Regions from separate parts of the Drosophila melanogaster genome. Here region 2 is linked to region 1. Evidence: chromatin contacts called from public Hi-C data. All regions are on one chromosome and are shown on one strand. Each heading gives the region's core, a stretch centred on a gene start, on an enhancer-like site or on the middle of the called end of the contact. The rest is flanking DNA. Distances are from core to core; before and after follow the strand shown. Region 1 holds the start of Aladin (aladin,). Region 2 holds the start of Kap3 (Kinesin associated protein 3).

Region 1 (3,487 bases), core at 665-3,164:
TTTCCCTCCATTCGCGTTTTGAATATGCTCCCGAAGCTGGCCTGCGATTCGTATTTGTTGAAGCACTTCTCCATATGCTTGATGGCAGTGCGCGAGTGAATCTCGTGGCCACAGGTGATGCAGTACATGCTCTGTTCGTCCTCCATGTCGGCGGTGTCTTGTGACCCCAATGTATCAATGGAGCTTCGTTTGGCTCGCTCCACCACCATGTTGAGCTCTTCGGAGCGCTTCTCTAGCTCGGCAAGTGCGAAACGCACCAGGGACTGCTTATGACGAATGTTATCAAGATGCTTGCGTGTTTCCTCGGCGGCGCGGCTGGGCGTTAGATTCCACTCTTGCAGTCGTTGCGGCAGAACCTGAGAGTGTAAAGGACTTTGGTGTTTAATTGTCATAGTCTGGCCAAAAAATGAAACTAACCTGGAAGATGCGTTTTGTGGCCAGATTGAAGCCACACTTATCGCTGCAGTACTTGCTCTGCGGTCTCGCATGGGAGCAGCAATTGGGTCCGTAGCACTGCCGGATGCCTTGTAGCTCCGGATTGAGGAATATCTCCGGACTGGCCGCCCGCGGGCCCACTTGGACATTGCGACTCTTGGGTGCCGCCTTTTCCCGCTTCCTACTTGGGCCGGCTTGAGTTGCCTGCGACTCCTTTAAGACCGTCGCCGCCTGGACAACGCAGGTGCGGAATATGCAGCGCGGCTTGTGGCCCACGCGAACGCGGCACGCGTCGCACTGGTTGCAATTGGGACGCCGGCATCCCTCACAGGTACCACAACGTTTGCCCATCTTTGGTTCTCGGGCGCTGCTGTTTTTGCGCTTCGCTGCCGCAGTGGTCGGTGGCGGCGCTTGCTGGCTGGTTGTTGCGGACGCCACCGGTGCAGCAGCAGGCGCAGCTCCCGATGGACCTACGCCCGGGGCATTGAGACTTGTAGAGGCGGCGTTCGATGCGGCTGCCCGTTCGGTGGCCACCAGGCGGAATATGGTTTGTAGTTCGGGATTCTCCTTTTTGCAGCGCCGGCAGTAGTACTGTTTGATGTGTTTAGCCTCCTTCTCGGTGATCCCTATACAGTCGCCGTGGTACCACTCCTCGCAACCATCGCAGCCTCTGGAAAGCGAAGGGTACAAGTAGTTAGCCGGGATCTAGCCCTTTAAGGCCATTCAACTCACATCATGAACCTGGAGCAGTCGGAGGAGCGGCATATGCAGTACGCTTGGTCTTCCTGCTTTAGAATGGTGGCTATCTTGGACTTGCGCTCAGGCAAATCAAATTCCCGTGCGATCTCCCGCCTGATTTCCTCTTTCTGTTTGGAAACCTCCTTTGTAGTTAAAAATATGATTGCCGTGCAGCGGGTGAAACTTACGGTCTTCTTATATTTGCGCTTGTCCGTCATCTCGCAGCAATCTTTCCGACAACAAATCCAGTCCAAATCCAAATCCGTCAATTAAGTTTCATGGAATTTTTTTTTGCGATGGAGATGGTGAATGAAAGGATATCGATAGCCTACTAATAATGTATTGCAGACAATCGATAGGTTCTGGCCTAATAAAATATATAATATTTAGCATAAAACTACGTTGTAGATTTTAATTGATGTATGACTATACAATAAAAACAATTTTAGGTATTTATTGTAAGCTGTGTATAAATATAAAATGCTTCGTAACACTTATATCGAGAGAACTAATTCCATAGTCTTAATAACAAACGATAGTGTGTTCGAGATCTATGAGATTAAATAGAGTTCTTGAAAGAGAAACAACGTGAATATAAAACCTACAAAAGATTGTTACTTTATATATACCTAATTTTTATTTTTCGATAATCTTTAAGATTTTGCCGCGGCCCAGTATTTTCGAAGTTTCGTAAAATTAAACATCGATAGAAAAATTAAGCATCGAATTACCACTGACATTGTCGGCTTTTTCTCACCTCTAATAACCGCGCGGTTTTTTCTTTGTATTTCGTTACCATTTTTTCTCAACTGAACTGAATTGAATGTGAATAGTCTGCAATTATGGCGGCCCTGAGCAACCTAAAACAGTGTCCGCCGTTCTCCACGCTGCCGGATCTGGCGCTGCGGCACAATCACATCCCAGAGCTGGAACGCTATCCGCAGATAAACCTGAACAGCGAACTTCTGGCCAATCCGGCTGGTCAGCGGTACTACGGCGGACAGAGCTTCGTATCTGTGAATGAGGGTGTCCTAAAGCGCATAGCTCGCAGCTTCTTTAATGGCGGATTCTGGAAGACGCTGGAGGAGGCACGCAGCCCAGAGACCAGGGAGCAGGCGCCGCTTATTGCCCAGGCGGGTGATTTAATCGCACAATTTCTGGGCCTGGCCACCGGCCTGAGGATCCTCCCGCACACCCAGCAGCTTAGTGCAGAGCGTATTGCTCAGTTCGTGGAGACCAGGTGGGTGGGGCGCAGCCAACTGACCAATAATACCTAAACCTTACTGTCCCATTCATTCAGGGATTGGCTCAACAGCGATGTGCGCTATCTTGCCTGGAATCAGCACTTCTTTTGCTTAGCCGTAGCCGGTGTAGACGATGTGGTGCGCATCTACACAAAGAGTTCCAGTGCGACCACTGCCACTGTTTTAAAGAGTCCATCCCAAACGCAGATCACCTGCATGGCGTGGCGTCCACTCTGCGCTTCCGAGATCGTGATAGGTTGTCGGCAGGGTCTGTGTTTCTGGGAAGTGGACAGCACTTTGCATTTGGGACGCACAAATGCACCCAGCGAGATTTTTAAATAGTCAGTATAGAAAATTTATCGTTAGTTGGTAAATACATAACTTATTTTCCCTTTTAGCCCAAACAATCTGCCAATAACCTCGATGCAGTGGAACAAGGATGGCACCCAGTTGGCCACCGCCTCAATAGGAGATCGTTCCATTATTATCTGGCAGCCGGACACCGGAATGATGCAGCCACTCAAGCGTTTGGGTCCGCCGGGCTCGCTGCTGAAGTGGTCGCCGGATAATGACTGGCTGTTCGCAGCCACCGTGGATCGGGTGTTCCGCGTGTGGAACTGCCACCAGCAATGGACCACCGAGCGATGGGTGTGCGGTCCCGGAGGCTATGTCCAAACAGCCTGTTGGTCGCCCTGCGGTCGCTTCCTGCTCTTCGTCAGCAGTGCCGAACCGATTCTCTACCGCCTGCAGTTCGTGCAACAGAGTCTGCTATCCTGTAAGTACGAAAGCTTTGAGTACGTATTCAGGGCAGTCTGCTCCCAGTGTCTGAACTGAAACGGTGGTCAGATACAAGGGTGCGATTTGGGGCTGCCCCAGATCAAAGCAGTCAGTAACAGGTTGGCGGCTGTTGCAGCTTACAGACCGCCTGTATAATGCTGACTACAAAAACAAAAACCGGTACCAATGTACTAGTTGATATTTAACATATTCCGTTTTTGTATCTCCTTGCAGCTTCGGCGGATGAGAAGGAAATCCTGCCCATTGCAGATCTAAATGCTTGTAGCATTGAT
Region 2 (3,487 bases), core at 669-3,168, 2.1 Mb after region 1:
AAAGACCCGGCCAACCAACCGCTTTTGGGTATCTTTTTTTTTTTGTTGCTGTGGTTTTACATTTTTCACTCACTACTTGGAGCGCAGGCCGTCATCGACCCCGTTGTTGTTGCGCTATCGATTGGGCCGCTCAATGTCAGCTTCTGCCCCCCGCCCCTTAACCCTTTTCGGGGCACACCGGAAGAAACAGAAGTAGCTTTTTTAAGTACTCATTCGGATGTTTTTGTAGAACAATGACTGCTAGTATTTAAACTAATAAGCAATATATGTATGTGTACACATCTAGATCAATTTTTCAACCTATTCGATTAAGGATCAACTTTGTTTCCTTTTTTTTTATGAACCTAACATAGTTAAGAACTAAGTTACAGATGTTCGCATATTGTTGTTATTATATTCTTTCCCTATCAACATCTTTGATACCAATAATGCTGGTCCTATTTTAATTTTCTAATATCTACTAGCATTTTCTCCCAGTGCAGCGATGTGTAACCGTGCGTTCTTACCTTCTTTTCCTCGATCATCGGATTGTTGGGCTCCCCGAAGACGGTGGCCTCCAGTTGGTAGTTGACAATCAGCGCCTTATCCGTGGGATGCGGTTCAATGGATCCGCCTTTCCACCTCCTTCGTTGTTTGTTTGTTTGTTGTTGTCGTTGCATTTGTTTTGGATTGAGAGCGAGACAAATTGTTGGATCAATCATAAATTATGCGGTTCAATGCGTAATGAGGTAATAGATTTTTCAATCCAATTCTTTTTTTGAGCCTGGCTTAACTTGTGCTTTTGTTTTAATAAAACGAACAAAAAAGTTAAGAACCCAACGAATAACGAATAACGATTAACGGTTGCAAATAACAAAAAACAAAAGGAGGAAGCGTGAACGCAAAGTGGAAAATCAATAGAGAGCGCCAGGTGATTGTGGCTCTCTTTCTGACGCATGACGAGTGCTTTAGCTATTTCTTTTGTTCTTCGGCCACTTGTACACCCACACATGAAAACAAACAAACACACACACGCACGCACGCACGATCTAATCCCATACATACGCACTTTTTTATAAACTTGGCGTCATCGTTTGTTTGCATTGCAGTTGTTGTTGCTGCTGCTGTCGGAGAGCGACTAGAATTTGTCAAATTGTTTATGGAAAGCACAGGCTCCTCTTCGGTGGGTGGCGGATGCGGGGGGTGGCGGTTTTGGTGGCGCGGAGTGGGGCTCCTTTGCAGCTGCTGCTCTCTTTGCGCTCTCTTCTGCTCGCACAGATCGCCGGCAATCGCATTTATTATGTAATAGACGTAGTGAATCACAATTGGCAGCAGCACCAGGCCCGAGATTATTTGGAAAATTAATAACAAAACAAATTGCATGCGATTGCAATGCGACTTCCGATTTAATGTCGATAAGTGCTAGTGCTGGCACAACTGTCTGCTCACTGGCGGTACTATCGATGGTGCCACGGCACCCGGCAATTACCGATAGCACTCAATCGATACAAACCAATAAGCGAATGTTCAAATTCAAGTTGGCGGTTGTATTCTAATTGGGAACTTGCCATTCATAATATGCAGTATACTAACAACTTTGTTTTTCCTCGAACTTCCTTGACCGGCTAGAAACAGGTGTGATTAGCCAAGAGAGCATCACTGTTCTGTTCTGGGTGCCAAGAACCAAAGTCTGGCAACGACTGCAGCCAGAACAGCTGGGCCGGCGTTGCCAGGTGCAAAGAACGTAGATGAGCAACAGAAAAGCAAACGAAATGGAATGAAGGAACAACAATAAAAGAATCGCTACTTTGTAGTATTATTAACCAAAAAAAAGCGCGGCGCGATCACAATGTTTCTGACTGCGAACGGTGTCGGTTGTCTCTACTGCGTGTGAGCCGAGTGGAGCGCAGCGCCGCGAATTGTTTACATTGTGCTAGGAAAATCACAACAAACAAACCAGCAAACAGTCTCGACTGACAATAACAATAACAATAGCAAATAACATGCAAATAAAATGCATTTCAAGCCGCGCAAATACTAAATACTGATTCAAATGAAACGCACTATACGATGACCATTTAAAAGAATCGCCAAGCAGGAGGAAGCGAAAAGAATTCGAAAAGCGCAAAGCGAGCCGAAGAAAGTGTACAAAATCAGGCCAAACCGATTTGTTTTTTTTTTTTTTTTTTTTGTTCTGTCGTATTTTCCCTTCTTTTTTCTACCGTTTTTTTTTGTGTTTTTGTTGTGGTGGGCGGTCGCTTCTCTTTTCGCGCAAGAACAACAAATGAGGTGGAGCAGCGCCTGACAATGGAATTTCTGGAGAACCTGTACAAAACGCTGCACTCCCTGTTGTGTGAGTAATATCGAATATTTGGCGCCCGATAAGGCGCACCGCTGACCTATGTACATACATACATACATAACAAATGCCCCTCCACCAACTGCATACCTTGTGATTCTAGCCTCCTACATCGATCTGGACTATTCGCTATGGCTATATCGCTTCCTCACCCCCCTGATTGTCACCTTTCTGCTGCCGCTGGTCTTCGTGGCCCTCATCTACATTTCGTTCCTGGTGCTATTCATCTACAAGCTGCACAGGTAAGCGAAATGGAAATGTTGGAAAGCTGCGTATAAGTTGGGTGGGAAATTGGAATTACAACAATTACAGTGTGCTTCGCGGGCTCAATTGCAACTGTTAATGAACTCTCTCATGCTGATCGCGCACTTTTGGAGCCAAGTTTCCCCCACTCACCCTTACCACGCACCCCTTCCCCCTTTGGCCGGCGTCTTCCGTCCCGCTCTGCACCTGTAATTAAAAGGGAACATAAAAAGAGATGGCGTTGTAAGGAAGGGGCGTAGAGTGGGAGAGAGTTGGGCAGCCAGTGTTGCCAACAAAAAAAGCTAGATAAAACAAAGCACGGGAATACAGTGGACACTCTATAAGGCAAACAGAAAACGTAATATAGTCCAATAAACTTAGTTTTCACTGTTTTTAAGGGAACTTATGATGCAGCTGTTTCCCAAAACGCTGAAATTAACATTTTGACAAACCGTGAATATGTGTTGAATCATCGAAATTATGGGCATTAAAAAAAGTGCTCAGCAATAATTGATCGTTTTCTGCAAATTAAGTAAATTAATACGATAAGCATAATCTACATGTGTTTCTAGCTCGAAAAAGTTTTTGAAACTAAAGCAATTACTTGAGTTCTTAGATTTCAGTTGTAAAAACTGCTGTTATCGATCTAAAAAAAAGGATTGATATGTGTACCAGATAGTAATATATTTGAATTATATTCATCTAGATAGTATATATAGTTGGAATATAGCCAAGTTGGGCTGCACTGACTACACTGACCCCTGAAGAACATTACACCCTCGACCATTGCACCGATACTGAAAATGAAAAGCCAAGTCGAACGGCAGGTGATCGACTCGGCCAACTTTTACTCGGCTTATAAATATACATATATGTATGTATATATACTCAAATATATACTTGAAC

Evidence for each region. Hi-C and Micro-C count contacts between places; a contact is called where the count stands out from the background.
Region 2: a contact with region 1 is called in a Hi-C map of the Kc167 cell line, with 2.8 times the contacts expected there. The contact joins the promoter of Kap3 here to the promoter of Aladin in region 1. A contact is called at or near these places in 2 of 107 Hi-C or Micro-C datasets (the Kc167 cell line and the S2 cell line).

The regions. Positions count from the first base shown.
Region 1 is chrX:9,271,499-9,274,985 of dm6, forward strand. Aladin (aladin,) reads left to right here and starts at 1,915. Exons shown (of 4, transcript NM_001298120.1): 1 at 1,915-2,413; 2 at 2,474-2,758; 3 at 2,816-3,192; 4 at 3,429-3,487. The coding sequence starts at 2,016. Cfp1 (CXXC finger protein 1) reads right to left here and starts at 1,462. Exons shown (of 3, transcript NM_132328.3): 1 at 1,168-1,462; 2 at 418-1,105; 3 at 1-356. The coding sequence starts at 1,391. It overlaps snoRNA:CG16892-a (a small nucleolar RNA gene), which reads left to right and starts at 3,216; the gene lies at 3,216-3,364.
Region 2 is chrX:11,338,166-11,341,652 of dm6, forward strand. Kap3 (Kinesin associated protein 3) reads right to left here and starts at 1,919. Exons shown (of 10, transcript NM_001103480.2): 1 at 1,573-1,919; 2 at 1,049-1,245; 3 at 507-624. The coding sequence starts at 1,083. It overlaps CG34348, which reads left to right and starts at 1,708. Exons shown (of 4, transcript NM_001103484.3): 1 at 1,708-2,332; 2 at 2,442-2,580. The coding sequence starts at 2,287.